Regions from separate parts of the Mus musculus genome. Here all the other regions are linked to region 1. The links are chromatin contacts, called in public HiChIP or PLAC-seq and promoter capture Hi-C maps. All regions are on one chromosome and are shown on one strand. The core of a region is the stretch at or near the end of the contact, and the rest is flanking DNA. Distances in the headings are between cores, read along the strand shown. Region 1 holds the start of Zfp964 (zinc finger protein 964). Region 2 holds the start of Myo9b (myosin IXb). Region 3 holds the start of Nr2f6 (nuclear receptor subfamily 2, group F, member 6).

Region 1 (4,516 bases), core at 1,853-4,352:
GAACAGCAATGTGGAAGAGTAAGCTGAATAAACCCTTTCCTCCCCAAGTGCTTCTTGGTCCTGATGTTTGTGCAGGAATAGAAACCCTGACTAAGACCGGTACCATCTCAGTTAGCTGGGCACATCAGCCATTGATCCAGAAAATACCCTGAGGTCCTCTTCACAGATTACACTAGGTTGTGTCAAGTGGACAAAATGTAACCAAGACACACCCTACTTGGAAAAAGAGAAAACAGGAGGAAAAAAAAAAAGGAAAGGGGTAGTTTAAAGCTAAGATTAAGAGAGATTTCCCCCCTCAATAAGAAGGGTTACTGGGGCTGACGAGATGGCTCAGTGATTAAGAGTGCCAACTGCTCTTCCGAAGGTCCCAAGTTCAAATCCCAGCAACCACATGGTGGCTCACAGCCATCCATAACGAAATCTGATGCCCTCTTCTGGAGTGTCTGAGGACAGCTACAGTGTACTTACATATAATAAAAAAATAAATCTTTTTTAAAAAAAGAAGGGTTACAAAGGGGACTTCAACATCCCTCCAATAAAGAAATATTTAATTTTTGTATATTAAAGAAATATTGGCTTTTGGGTGTCAGCCATTTCAATACTACAAAGTAGAAATGTAAGGGCTCTTTGGAGAGTTTGTTGTATTGGATGGGGTTTTGCTGAGGCAAACACGTGAAGGAGTGTTTTCCTGAAGTGGACACATGTGAAAAGATGCTCTGCTAAAGCAAGCACATGAAAGGACATGTGATGAAGGATTCTTTGCTAACCACACGCATGTATTGGTCCACCTTACATTGTGCAGTTGAGCTGCATTTGTCAGAACTCCATAGAGATAAATGCACCAAAAAACTCCTGGTGATGTGCTGCAGCTTCTTGCCACTTCTGCAGACTTGGGCTGATTGGCAGAGTGATGTTAGCTGAGACAGACATACATGCTGAAGTATGGCATGTGTTTAGGCAAGGCACAAAGAGAACTCATGATGTTTGGAGAGGGTATAAAAGGGACTCAGTGCACAGTGACTGAGGCTGAGCTAGGCTTGCTTATAGAGCTAGCTGTGCATCACGTGTTGGTCTTTTGACTTCTTTGATGATCTTCACTTCGCTGAGAAAAGCACAGCCAAGAACTCTTCCTGGCGTTCCTGCTGGTTGGTCCTTTCTGCTGCCGAGGCTGAGGCCTGGCTGTCTCTGCTAAATAGTACCACCACTGCTGACTCATGTTTGCTATCCCAACTCTATCAAACTGGACTGTTGGTATATCTGTGAAGTGTTTACAAGTGAATCGAGCTGCTGTTGATGACCTGTGAACTGAACTGCAGATTTCCAGACAATGCAGATGGAAGGTTCTCCAAAGAACCTTTCTAAACAGGTCCACTTCTCCTGTATCCTTTCTTTTCCACTACCTCTGGAGGGTGGTGGGCTAGAAGGAAGGCTAAAGCATTTAAGAACCATCATTAAAAATAGGTTTTGAAAAAATTAAAGTTAAACACCACATGATTTAGTCTGAGCTAGCATATGTGATGGTGTGAGACAGTGGTCCTCACCCTTCCTAATGCCATGACCTTTAATAGTTCATCATGATGTGGTGATCCCCCCAACCATAAAATTATTTTCTTGGCTACTGTATAAACTATAATTTTGCTACTACTGTGAATCATAATGTAAATATGTGTTTTCTGATGATCTGATGACACACAGGTCAAGAACCACTGAATTGGACTGTCATTGTCCATTTCAGTATAAAGTGCATTTAGAGTTCACCAGTTACAGATAAGCAGTAGGTGCTGGGCATGTTTCTTCCAAGCGCTGGCTGGTACCGGCCCATAATGAGACTTGGAGTTACCCATGGTTTACTATGTAACTTAAATCATGATAAGGAAAAGAGGAAGCCTCAAATCCCGAGTTATTCCTTAGATAAGGCTTTGTACCCTAAGCCAGGGAGATGGGAAATTTGAGAAAATAGCAGAACTGGCCTGTGAGAAACAAAGAACAGAAATTTCTCCCCCAGGGGGACTTAAAAAAAAAAATCTTGTGCCAAAATTCACAGCCGTTTTTGCCTTTTCTCTAAGGTTCCGTGTCTCTCTGAAGAACTGAATATTTAAAACGCCTTCATTTTTCTCCAGTCGCTTGGAATTTGTTATTATCTTATTTCCAGCTGTGAAGTTGAGCACAGAGGACCAGATACTGGACTGAATTATAAGTTAAGAGTTGTAAAATCACAGTACAGATAGCGTCTTAATAACTCTACCAGAAAGAGCTGATGAGGAGCCAGTGTGTTCTGGCCTCTAACAATGACCAGACTTTGTGCAACTTTAACTAGCCCAGATTTTTACAATGTAGACCAGGCTGGCCTAGAACTCACAGAGATCTGTCTTTCGCTGCCAGCAGAATGAGTGCTGGGATTAAGGGGACTTGTACCAACCACCAAGCCCCACTTGACAGACCACTATCAAAAATTTTGGCTTCCGGGCTGGTGAGATGGCTCAGTGGGTAAGAGCACCCGACTGCTCTTCCAGAGTTCAAATCCCAGCAACCACATGGTGGCTCACAACCATCCATGACGGGATCTGACTCCCTCTTCTGGTGTGTCTGAAGACAGCTACAGTGTACTTACATAAAATAATAAATAAATCTTTAAAAAAAATAAAATAAAATAAAAGGAGCCAGGCAGTGGTGGCGCTCACGCCTTAAAAAAAAAAAAATTTTTTTTTGGCTTCCCTGAATAAAAATCCAGGTCCACGGAATACATCATACCCAAGGTCCTATAACAATTCTAGGTCTGAAGCAAGAAATCACTACACTGGACGTTGAGTTGGTAAATGCACTGTGGACACCAACGACCCAAGACCAATAGGAACTAAGCTTTTGAGATCACCGAAGACTAAAGTACCCAGCAAGAAGCAGGCAGGTCTGGCTTTTATGCAAATCTCTCCCGAGCTGAGCGAAGTCGGGCCCTAGCCAATCAGGGCCTCCAGACAAGCCATCCAATCAGGAGCGCCAGGGAGCGGTGGGAGGCGGGCTCCATCGCAATCCCGCTGTGCATTCCGCTGGGAAGCGGAGAAGGCGCAGCGGGTTCGGCCCCCTTCGCTGTGGCCACTGCGGCCCGTAGCTAAGGGGAGCGCGGCCGAGCTCGAAGCCGCGCCATGGTGAGCGCAGGGCCGAAGTCCCCAGAAGGGGAAGAGCGGCCGGCTGAGCCGCGGGAGCCGGGGTGGTGGGTCCTCCTTGGGACTGGGGGAGGGGTGGGTCCAGCGTCTGGGAAAGTTCGGCTTGGTGCGAAGATTAGAGTTTAAAAGGCGAAGCCGCGAGCTCCCCCCGGACGGATTGCGGCTGGCCAGAGGGAGCCAGGCTGGCCCGGAGAGACGAGGGCAGCACGCTGCAGAGCCCAGAGCACCCGCGTGGGCGGGGTCGCTCGGTGCTGAGCTGGTCTGCCCACAGCTCCTTCGACGGCGCAGGTTTCTCCTAGTGCGGGTTGTGACAGCTTAACGTCGCACTCACTTGTAACCCTGCGTGCGGGCTTCACAGTAAACCCGCAGCTGTTGGAGGAGAGGGGACAGCCTGGGCTGCCCCAGGACAAGGGAGAGAAACGTGGAGCGGGACTAGCGAGTAGACGAAGTGGAGGACCCCTGCCGTGCGCTGCAGCTCTCTCCTTCCCCCTCCCTCTCTCCTACTTAAATCAGCCTTATTTATTGGTGTGTGTCCCCGGTGTGTGTGTAGAGTGAGGAAGGTGTAAGGTCACAGGACAACTTTATGGAATGAGTGCTGTCCTTCCGCGATTAACGGATAGAACTCAGGTTGTCACAGAGCCTAGTATAGTTTATTTTTTCTTTTCTTAAAAAATATTTACTCCTTCCCACCCACAGTCTGGAAGTTAGATGCAACAGCTTTGCATAGCATGCTGGGTAAGTGCTCTATTACTCCTTAGGCCTATCTGCAGCTTTATCCTATCTTAATGATAATTGCTTTTAAGTCAGTTTTGAAGTTGTGAATCATGAATCTCTGCTTTGCTCTTTCCCAGGGCTGTACCCGTATTCTAACATCCTTGCAATTCCATGACTTTCCGCAGCAGTTTTCAGTCTGACCAGGTGTTCACTGGTGTTCCTTAGGTGGTGTGACCCTGAGTGTTTCAAGGCGCTTACCATCAAGTGAACAAGGTTTTCCTTTTAGAACTTAGATTCTTGCTGAGCTGGTTGGGAGTCACCTTTCATCCCAGTATTCTGGAGACAGAAGCAGGTGGATCTCTGTAAGTTCTAGGTCAGCCAGGTCTATGTCGTGAGTTCAGGCAAGTCAGGATTACATAGTGAGAACCTATCTCAAAAGGAAGAAAGAAAAAAACAAAATACTTAGGTTCTTGGTTCCTCCGAATCTCTCTGTGGGTGGCATCTTTTGCTGCCAAGCCCAGAGACCTGGGGTTAATCCTTATAAGCCACTTGGTAGAAGGAGAGAATCGAGAACCACAGAATTTCTTTGAACTCCTGTCCCTTCACCTCATACATGCATCATGGCAATGCATAGCCACACA
Region 2 (4,628 bases), core at 959-3,458, 1.6 Mb after region 1:
ACTGTGCTGCTTTAGCCTCCCATCTCCCTGTGGGAAGTGCTGGATTACAGACAGACACTACTGCATCCAGTCTTTATGTGGCTTCTGGGGACCTAAACTCAGGTTGTTGGGATTGTTCAGAGAGCAAATAAATCTCACTTCACAGCCCTGGCTGTGCCAGACAGCTCATAGGTTAAGAGTGTCTGCTGCTCTTACAGAGGACTTGAGTTCAGTCTCCAGCACCCAGGTGAGGTGGCTCACAACCACCTGTAACTCCAGCTCCAGGGGATCCCAACCTCTTCTGGACACACCTGCAAGTCAAAAGCAGGGCTGGGAGCTGGGGGCTTCTCCCTGCTCTGGGGGCAAATCATGGGCCTATGGGAGAACATGGGGCCCTGTAGTTCTACAAAGTGCAGGTGCATCTGTTGTCCCTCATGGTGCCCCAAAGCCTGCCCACCACTCACAGAGGCTTCAGTAACATGGCCTTGTCCTGTCCTGTGCCCACTGTGCATCCCTACTCTCTACCCCCTGCCTTTCAGGGCTGGGAGTCTCAGGTGTAGGAGGCTCCTACCATAGGCCTCTTCTCTTAGCATTTCAGCATTTTACATTTTATGTAGTTTGTAGTGCTCGTGTGCCATGATGTGCACATGGAGGGCAGAGGACAAAATGCGTAGTCAATTGTCTTAGTCAGGGTTTCTATTCCTGCACAAACATCATGACCAAGAAGCAAGTTGGGGAGGAAAGGGTTTATTCAGCTTACTCTTCCACATTGCTGTTCATCACCAAAGGAAGTCAGGACTGGAACTCAAGCAGGTCAGGAAGCAGGAACTGATGCAGAGGCCACGGAGGGATGTTCCTTACTGGCTTGCTTCCCCTGGCTTGCTCAGCCTGCTCTCTTATAGAACCCAAGACTACCATCCCAGAGATGGCACCACCCACAAGGGGACCTCCTCCCTTGACCCTAATTGAGAAAATGCCTTACAGCTGGATCTCATGGAGGCATTTCCCTAACTGAAGCTCCTTTCTCTGTGATAACTCCAGCCTGTGTCAAGTTGACACAAAACTGGCCAGTACATCAGTTATCTACTTTCACCATATGAAACCCATGGATCAAAATAAGATCATGAGGCTTGGTGGCAAGAGCCTTTGTTTCACCCACTTGACCTTCACAGAGTGTCCTTTGCTGTATACAGTCACAATAGCCCGTGACCCTCATCCTTCAGACTCTTAAGCAAACACCCATGGGTGTAGTGAGTCAGGGCTAAAGGGGAGTGCGACAAGCAACCCTAGAGCTCCTGAGGCCTAGGAAAAGGTCTGTGCTGGGACTAAAGTCGTGCTACCATGTAGGGTCACGTTTTTCCTTTAAAAAAAGGAAGGCTAGGTGGTGGTGGCACATGCCTTTGAACCCAGCACTTGGCAGGCAGATTTCTGTGAATTCAAGGCCAGACTGGTCTACAGAGCTCCGGATCAGCTACACACATACACACACACACACACACACACACACACACACACACACACACAAAACAAAAAACAAAAAACACCACTGTCTCCAAGGGGAAAAAGAGAGAATGTCCACCAAAGTCCACGCACAACCCCAATTCTGAACTGCATCTGGGACCCCAGCTCCCCAGCACGCACCGAAGCGGCTCAGAGCCTGGGCTTCTGGTCTGGGAGAGATTCGGGCATTGGCTCATAAGATCCCAGTTCTCCAGCTCCGCTGCCTGTGAGCCCAGGATCTGGTCTTTGGCCAACCCACAGGAGCCCCTAAATTCCGCCCTTCTGAGATCCCAACTCACCCTGCGTCCCGTTCTGAGGAATCCGCCATTCTCCCGCCTTCCACTCAAAGGCAAGCGTCTCAGGGTCCCGCCCGCTAGGAGGCAGGGAGTAGTGCTGGAAGCCGGAGGGTGCTCTCTTCACGCGAGCCGCGGGGCGGGCTCCAAGCTTGCTACAGTTCGTTCAGCCTGGCCAAGAGCGCCGAAAAAGGGCGTGGCTCCAAGGTGTCCCTCAGACGTGTGGGCTTCCGGCACCAACCTGAGCGGGCTAAAATACTGCTGGGGAGGGGCGTGACTATCATAGCGCCCGCCCCTCTCAGCTGTGGAACACTTAGCATCTGGAATGCACCAACCGCAGAGGGCGTTCGCTGCGCGCCTTTAGATGGGGCGGGACCTCGAGTCGCCCCGCCTCTCCGACGAGTTGGCGCCCGCCCACTCAGCGCCTCCGGAACCCGGAAGTGAAATCGCACGGTGCAGCGGCGGGCGAGGCTGGTCGCTTCGGGGCGGGGCGGCCGGGAGCAGCGGGCAGGCTGGCCGGGGACCGGTGGCGCGCAGCGGCCCGAGGTCCAGGTAAGTTCTCGCGGCGGCCGTGAGTGGAGACCCGAGCCGGGGTTGTGCACCGGGTTGCTCCTGAAGTCGTGGGACGTGAGGGCAGGATGCGGCCTGGGGGACGCGTGGACGCTGAGGGGGTTGAGACTGGCGGGCTTACCGCGTCTTTCAGCGGCGGCTGAGGAGAGGACGTGGCTAAGGTGGCATCTGGGGGGATCTCAGGAAACGGGGGAGGCCAGGAAGGCGGAGCCGAGGGGCCGTGCTAGGGAAAGGGACTTCTGCACTCGCGGTCTGAGCCCTAGGGTGTCAGAGAGGCGCCGGGCTCTCAGAGAATGGGAAACGGTCTGTGGCAACCCACTGTTGGGGCTGGAACGTCTAAAAGAGTGGGCCTGGAAAGACACGCAAAAACAGTTCCTCAGAGGGCCGGAGGAGTGGAGAGGAGGAGGAAAGGGAGATGACGGGGTGCAGCCTCTGGAGACTCGCCCCCGCCTTCCCCTCTTGATTCATCTTCTTCCTGACTTCACTCCCGGACAGCTGGGTGATCCGCCAGGGCGAGTCCCAGCGCCCTCTGGGTTCTCTCTCTGCTTTGATAGGCACATCACTTTCTGCTCAAGAAAAGAGTAGCTGGACTCTAGAGGAGGTTGCGGGGTGGGGGTGGGGTTCTGACACCCGAACTGCGTTTCAGAAGAAAGGGAGCCGGTAGGGTGGAAGCCACTCTCTCAAGAGAGTCACATCCTTGGACTTAAACGTTTTTTTGTTTTTTGTTTTTTGTTTTTAAATGACTTACAGGAAATGTATACCTCAGCGGTGGCAGAGATCTCAGCCCCGTGGAGTCACAGCTGCCAACAAACCCTCCCTTCTTTTTCTAGGGACCCTAACTCCCAAGGCTTTATAGGGGAGTCCTTTTGTGCCTCTTTGGCTCATTTTCCAGCACTTTAAGACATCCACCTAGCAGCCCCTCAGGTTGTATCTCCTTACCTTGTTGGGTATTGTCTAGTCTTTGAGACTTCAGTATCTTAAGGTGTCAAGGAATGGCTGGAGGTGGCATGAGCAACTATAAAGTTATTGTCACCGGCCTCTCTGCTCCTACAAGGCCTTGGAGCTGCCTGGTTTTGATTGGCATCACTTTCTCCCCCCCCCCCCTTACCAGTATTCCCTGTCTGCTGTGTGCTTGCTGAAAGGAGGCCAGGTTTAGAGCTCCATTTGGTACAGGAATCTGGATATAAAGGAAGCCTTAGAGACATGACTGCCCCATTCACTTCAAGAATGTTCTGGAAGAAATCTTTCAACTTAGCTTGCCCAAGGGCACACGGTGCAAGTCATGCCCCTTGGAATATCGAAGACTTTTTGGTCCTGAGACCCCAGGAAGGACATGAACTTTCCTATGCATGACACACTTTTTCTCCTGCTTACTTGGAGCTGTGACTCAGTGGAGGTCTCCTGGAAGAAGCAAGCGCCTTGTTTGGGGTCTGGCCTGGGGCAAGACTCTGCCTATTTCTCCTTTGGATTGGCCTGTGTCAGCCTTTTTCCAGAGCTAACCCCACTTATTAACTTTCATGTTTCTGGTACACACCCTTTGGTTTTATGCAGCTCCAACTTTCTGTCTCTTGCCCTGCAAATGCTGGGGACGGAACTTAGAACCTTGTGCTTGCTTACTGGGTAAGTGTTCCACCATAGAGCCACACCTCCAGTCAGGTGTCCAGGATGCTACCTGCATGAAGCACAATGCTCTGGCTTTGACCTCCTACTTGGGTAAAACCCTCTCTCAAGTCTAGCTAGTACCTTGTGGGTCAGGTGGGGACTCAGGACTCCTGGGCTTGACTCCCTTCCTGACAAGAGACCATGAACTTGTGGCTTCCCTTTCCTTATCTCTCTGGTAACATGTGGTGAATGGGTCCAAAATTAACCAAGCAAGAGCTGGTTGTGCCAAGTGGTTGGCTGCCTCCTGAGAGCAGAGCTGAGATCTCCTTGTGCCTCAGAGGAACAGCTATTGTCCCTTTACATGGAAAGAATGGCATTCCCATTAGGCAGACCTTCACAATGACAGGTGACATGAGTTATCACAGGGGCAGAATTGGGAAGACTGAGAGCAAGACTTGGGATGTGGGGGGGTCCACTATGTTTCCTGGGAAGAGTGTCTGGTCTGCAGTCAATCCTGGGAAGCCATGTCAGTGGTGAACCCAGAGTGACAGGAACAGATATCCTGTCACTCTCCTCTTTGGGATACTTGCTGTAGCCTCTGCTTTAGTTTGTTTCAATTTTCTTTTCCATTCAACCACCAGGAAAGAGTCCTTTCTCAAAATGGACTCAGGCAGGTGCTGGGTT
Region 3 (4,279 bases), core at 881-3,380, 1.7 Mb after region 1:
CAAAGACCCAGCCAGACCCAGCAACTCATTCCAGACACAAGAATGAGGCCAAAGTCTGGTGGCCCAGTTACAGGTGGAGGAGGGGAGCAAGGCAGGTCCCCAACAAGTCCAAACTCTAACATGGGGGTGGCCCCCACCTGACCTGTCAGTAGCATCTGCCTCTGGGAAGGAACTCATCTCCACATCCAGCCCCCACAGCTCTACCTGCTTAAGTCCACTGGGCCAGGACCCTTCCCATAACTCTACAACTTCTCTGGGGCTCCAGGCACCTGGGAAACGGGGCTGCCTGCCCTGTTCTGAGGCCCTGCACGATCCTGGGGAATGCAAAGTCTGCTGCATGCATGGATAGAAAGTGCTCTACAACCCCTGGCCTGGACAGCCAACCTCTTTTTCGAGGGGCTTTCTGTCCCCTAAGGCAGCCAGTAAGCAAGACCACGCCCTGCATGGCCCTGTAGAGGGGTCCCCACCAGACGGCATCTCCCACGGGTACTTCACTCTTAAGAGTCGTCCCGAAGTTTAAGGTCTCATCCCGGAGCCCCAAAGCTGAACCAACCCGGGAGTGGGGGTGCGGTCAATTCCGGTGGCCTTGCTGGCCCTCCAGCGGCGGCTTCCGGTGACCCAGAACCTAAGGGGTACCCCTCTGATGGACAGGCACAGACCCTCGTGCATGCAGTCCCCCGATTCCCGTGAAGGCAGCCATTCCGAGACACCCACCCGGGAGTCTCTCCAGCTACCCATGCAAGGGCGACTTTGGAAGTGATATTTGACCCAAGGGCGCGCCGGATCGATCCGCGCGGCCGCAGACAATGGCCCCTGGACGCCGCCAGCCCCGCGGTGCGACTTGCACCTCTGATTCCCGCGAGGCACCACGCGTGACGGGCCCCCACGAGAAAGGGGGCACTGGGGGCTGGAAAGAGGGTCCTCACTCCTGACAGCACTCCCGAGCCCTCCCTGTCTAGCAGAACCAGCTCTCTCCAGAGCAGGAGGACAAGAGCAAAGACCACCTGCGCGGGGGAGGAGAGGGGGAGCACCTGCACGCATGTATCACCAACTCCACTAGGGCCGAACCCGTGGTCTGGGGCAGGAATGCGGGTGTGGGGAAGGTCAGCGCCAGGCCCAAGGTGACCGAGCAGGTCCGGGCCAGCTCGGTGGCCGCGCGTGGGGCTCACCGGCAGGTGTAGCTGAGATTGCGGCGGATGCTGCGCTTGAAGAAACTCTTGCAGCCCTCGCAGGTGAACACGCCGTAATGCTTTCCACTGGACTTGTCCCCGCACACCACGCAGTCCACCTGCAACCCCGGACGCTCCTCGTCGCCCGGCTCCGCGTCGCTGGTCGCCCCGGGAGGTGACGCCGAATCGTCCTCGGTCGCGCGTGGGTAGCTCCCACCAGCCTTGTCCACGCCGTTCGTGTCGCCTCCGGGGTCGCCCCAGCCACCGGTCACCATGGCCATAGCCCCGGAGACAGCGGGGCCGGTACGCCCCGGGACGAGTCCGTCCCCTCTGGGCACGCCTGGCGACCCGAGAGGGACCCGGCTACCCCGGGCGCATGCAGCCCGCGCTCTCGGGGGGCTCCGGTCGCACACCCCCCTGAAAAAAGTTTTGCGGCAACTTCCTGCGGCCGGTCCGCGCGCCAGGCAGGAACTGGTCGGGCCGGTTCCAGGCCAACTTTCCCACGCGTGCCCGCGGTCGACGGGGGCGCGCTAGAGGCGCGAGTCTGGGGCGCCCAGGTCCCGTGGTCCGGAGTCCTGGGGACCCGGTAGCGTCGCGGGGGCCATGGCCCGGCCCCGCCGCCCAGGCCAACTTAGTGGCTCACCATCCGAGCGCGCGCGGGCGCCCCCGAGCCCGGGGGGAAACTTTGGCCGCAAGTTACGCGGCGAGGGGGGAGGGGCGGCGGGAGCGCGCGTCGGAGACCCGGAGTCCCGCACGCCGCGCGCGCCCGGCCGTAATCGCAGAGGTCCAGGCGATAGAGCTGAGTGGAGAGTGCGACCCGCGGCCTTCCCTGGATCGTCTCCCCGCCGAGCGCTCGCGCGGCCGGCCTCGGCCTGCGCCTGGGCCCGAGCCTCGGCCTCGCCCTGGCGCTCGCCGCCGGCCCCGCGCTGCGGCCGGCCTGACACCCGCGTTCCATCGGCGCCGGCGGGGGCGGGGCGGGGGCGCGCGGCGCGGCCGGGGGCGGGCGCTCGTTGCCCCGGCGACGGCCGCCCTTATAAGGGCATGGGGTAGCCGCGCGCCGCCCGGAGCCGTGGGCCGGCGAGAGGGCGGGGCGGGGCGCGCAGCTGACCCTCCCCCACGCGGCCGCGCAGCCTTAACCCCTGCGAGTCCTGTCGGGGCATCGGGGAGCTCCGCGCGGCTCCCGGCAGCCGCGCCCCCCGGGGACATCTGCAGGGGGCACGCCCCCGCCGCTCAGGCGCGCGCCCCGCTTTGCTCTGCGCGGCTGCCAGCTGGAGCGGCCCCCTCCTCCCCAAAGTCTCCGCGGCCCGCCCCCGCCTCCGCCTCCGCCTCGCGCTCCGCTCCGGTGAACACCTGGTGTCCGGAGTCTGGGGGTGGGCGTCCGCGCTGTTAGGTCAAGGGGTCCCCCTCTCTCCTTTCAGGCTTCAAGGGTGGGAGAGGCTGGGCGTCAGTCGCCTCTCCGGCCGGAAGGCGTGCCAGTCCCGGGCTGTTGTCCGGGTCTCTCTTCATTTCCTTTCCTTTTTTTTTTTTTCTTCTTCTTCACAGAAAGGGTTTGGCCTGGTGACCGGCTGGGCCACAGATGTCTAGCCCCCCTCCCGTCCAGCCCCCCACGCCTAGAGCCTCCCAGCTGCCGCCACGCCCCTGCCCCCTCCAATTCTACTGGAGCAAGCATTTATTAAGCACCCTTTGTATGCAGGACCCCCCAGGGCACGGATTTATTAAGCTCCCTTCACATTTGAGGCCTAGATGGGATTGAGGCCTGACTCTAGGTCTGTTAACGTTTAACAGAGGGAAAAGTCCCTCTTGGGGTGACCTTTCACCCCTGAGTCAGAGTTCTGACGGCCAGGCCTGTTCTGCCTCCTATGCAGGCCTGGGTCCAGTATAGACACACCAGAGAACGCGGCCAACCTGGACAAGGTGCCCTCCCTTCTGTGCCTTGTGAAAATCATCCCACAAGATGAGCCCTCACATAAGGGGACTTAAAGGAACTGAGGTTCAGGTTTCCGCTAGCCATGTACACCCAGCCCTGTGCTGTTGGGTACCTAGAAGAATCCACCTGGATACCTTGTGAAAATACAAATACAGAAATCAGGAAGAACTAGAATCAGACTGGAGCAAGGACTTCCCAGGAATCTGATTAGAATCGACCCTGCTTTAGTGGTGACAAATCCTGGGTGACCCAGAAGATAAATCAGTTTAGGAGTCATAGTTGGTTGTTTGGGATGAGAACAGTCCTAGATTGGACTATTCTCGAGTCCTTGGTGCCAGTATCTCAGGAGAGGGTTGAAAGGGTTAAGGGCCAGAGGGCCAGAGAGAGGGCTTAGGAGGAAGAAAGGCTCTGGAAGAGGGGGCTGAGTCACAGAAGTTCAAATAAACAAGGATTTTGGGAGACTAGTCTCAGTGAGGGGCCCAAAGGGAAGAGATAGTTTCAGAGGGGTATAGCCCTGTCCCAGTGGCGCTGCCACTCTTGGCCCCCTAACCTTTGGGACCCAACCGCCTCACCCCGCCCCCATAACCCCTGCCCGTGGCCCCGAGGTGACATTTGACCTTGTGGTTGTGGAGGACCTAGGGACAAAGACACTGGGCCCATCTGCTGCTGGGACGCCCGTGGGAACTGCCAGATACTGTCGGGGCTGCCTGGGAATCAGCCCTGCACGGCTCCCACCCCCAGCAGGTGACCTTGGCTGACCAAAAAAACCGATCTGCTGGCTAAAGGTTAAAATGGCTTGGGCCGGCTAGAAGGGCAAAGGTGCTTGCCTGAATTCGATTCTGGGCACTGCATGATAGGGACCCTGGAGACTTGTAGGGCGTGAAAGAAGGAAGCAATCCTCTTCCACCCCCCAGGCCCCACACACCAGCAAGGTAATCTGCCTCTCTGTCCTAATCCCTCAAAGCCCCCAGAGTATGGGACAAACATAGGTCTTCAGCCCCAGGATCTGGCTCTTGCTGCCTGAGGCACTGAGGCAGCCCTCCACACACCCACTCCCCAGGAAGGACAGCTGTTCAGAACACCTGCACAGGTGTGGCCTGCAGGCTAGTCCTGCTCTACGGTTTCAGCCAGGAGGGGACAACTGAACCGCAGCCCAACCCCTACTCAAGCAAGGGGTGTGGCC

What was found. Promoter capture Hi-C pulls out the DNA fragments that hold promoters and counts their contacts. HiChIP or PLAC-seq counts read pairs in DNA pulled down with a chosen protein or histone mark.
Region 2: a promoter capture Hi-C map of pre-B cells shows a contact between it and region 1, with 2.5 times the contacts expected there. The contact joins the promoter of Myo9b here to the promoter of Zfp964 in region 1. A contact is called at or near these places in 2 of 39 promoter capture datasets (hippocampal neurons and pre-B cells).
Region 3: a contact with region 1 is called in an HNF4G HiChIP or PLAC-seq map of pancreatic cancer cells. The contact joins the promoter of Nr2f6 here to the promoter of Zfp964 in region 1. A contact is called at or near these places in 3 of 39 promoter capture datasets (hippocampal neurons, liver and pre-B cells) and 1 of 115 datasets of contacts at active chromatin or transcription factors (pancreatic cancer cells).

The regions. Positions count from the first base shown.
Region 1 is chr8:69,651,454-69,655,969 of GRCm38.p6, forward strand. Zfp964 (zinc finger protein 964) reads left to right here and starts at 3,103. Exons shown (of 4, transcript NM_001177527.1): 1 at 3,103-3,143. The coding sequence starts at 3,141.
Region 2 is chr8:71,270,506-71,275,133 of GRCm38.p6, forward strand. Myo9b (myosin IXb) reads left to right here and starts at 2,209. Exons shown (of 40, transcript NM_001142322.1): 1 at 2,209-2,324. It overlaps Haus8 (4HAUS augmin-like complex, subunit 8), which reads right to left and starts at 2,085. Exons shown (of 11, transcript NM_001163042.1): 1 at 1,779-2,085. The coding sequence starts at 1,807.
Region 3 is chr8:71,379,822-71,384,100 of GRCm38.p6, forward strand. Nr2f6 (nuclear receptor subfamily 2, group F, member 6) reads right to left here and starts at 2,131. Exons shown (of 4, transcript NM_010150.2): 1 at 1,170-2,131. The coding sequence starts at 1,450.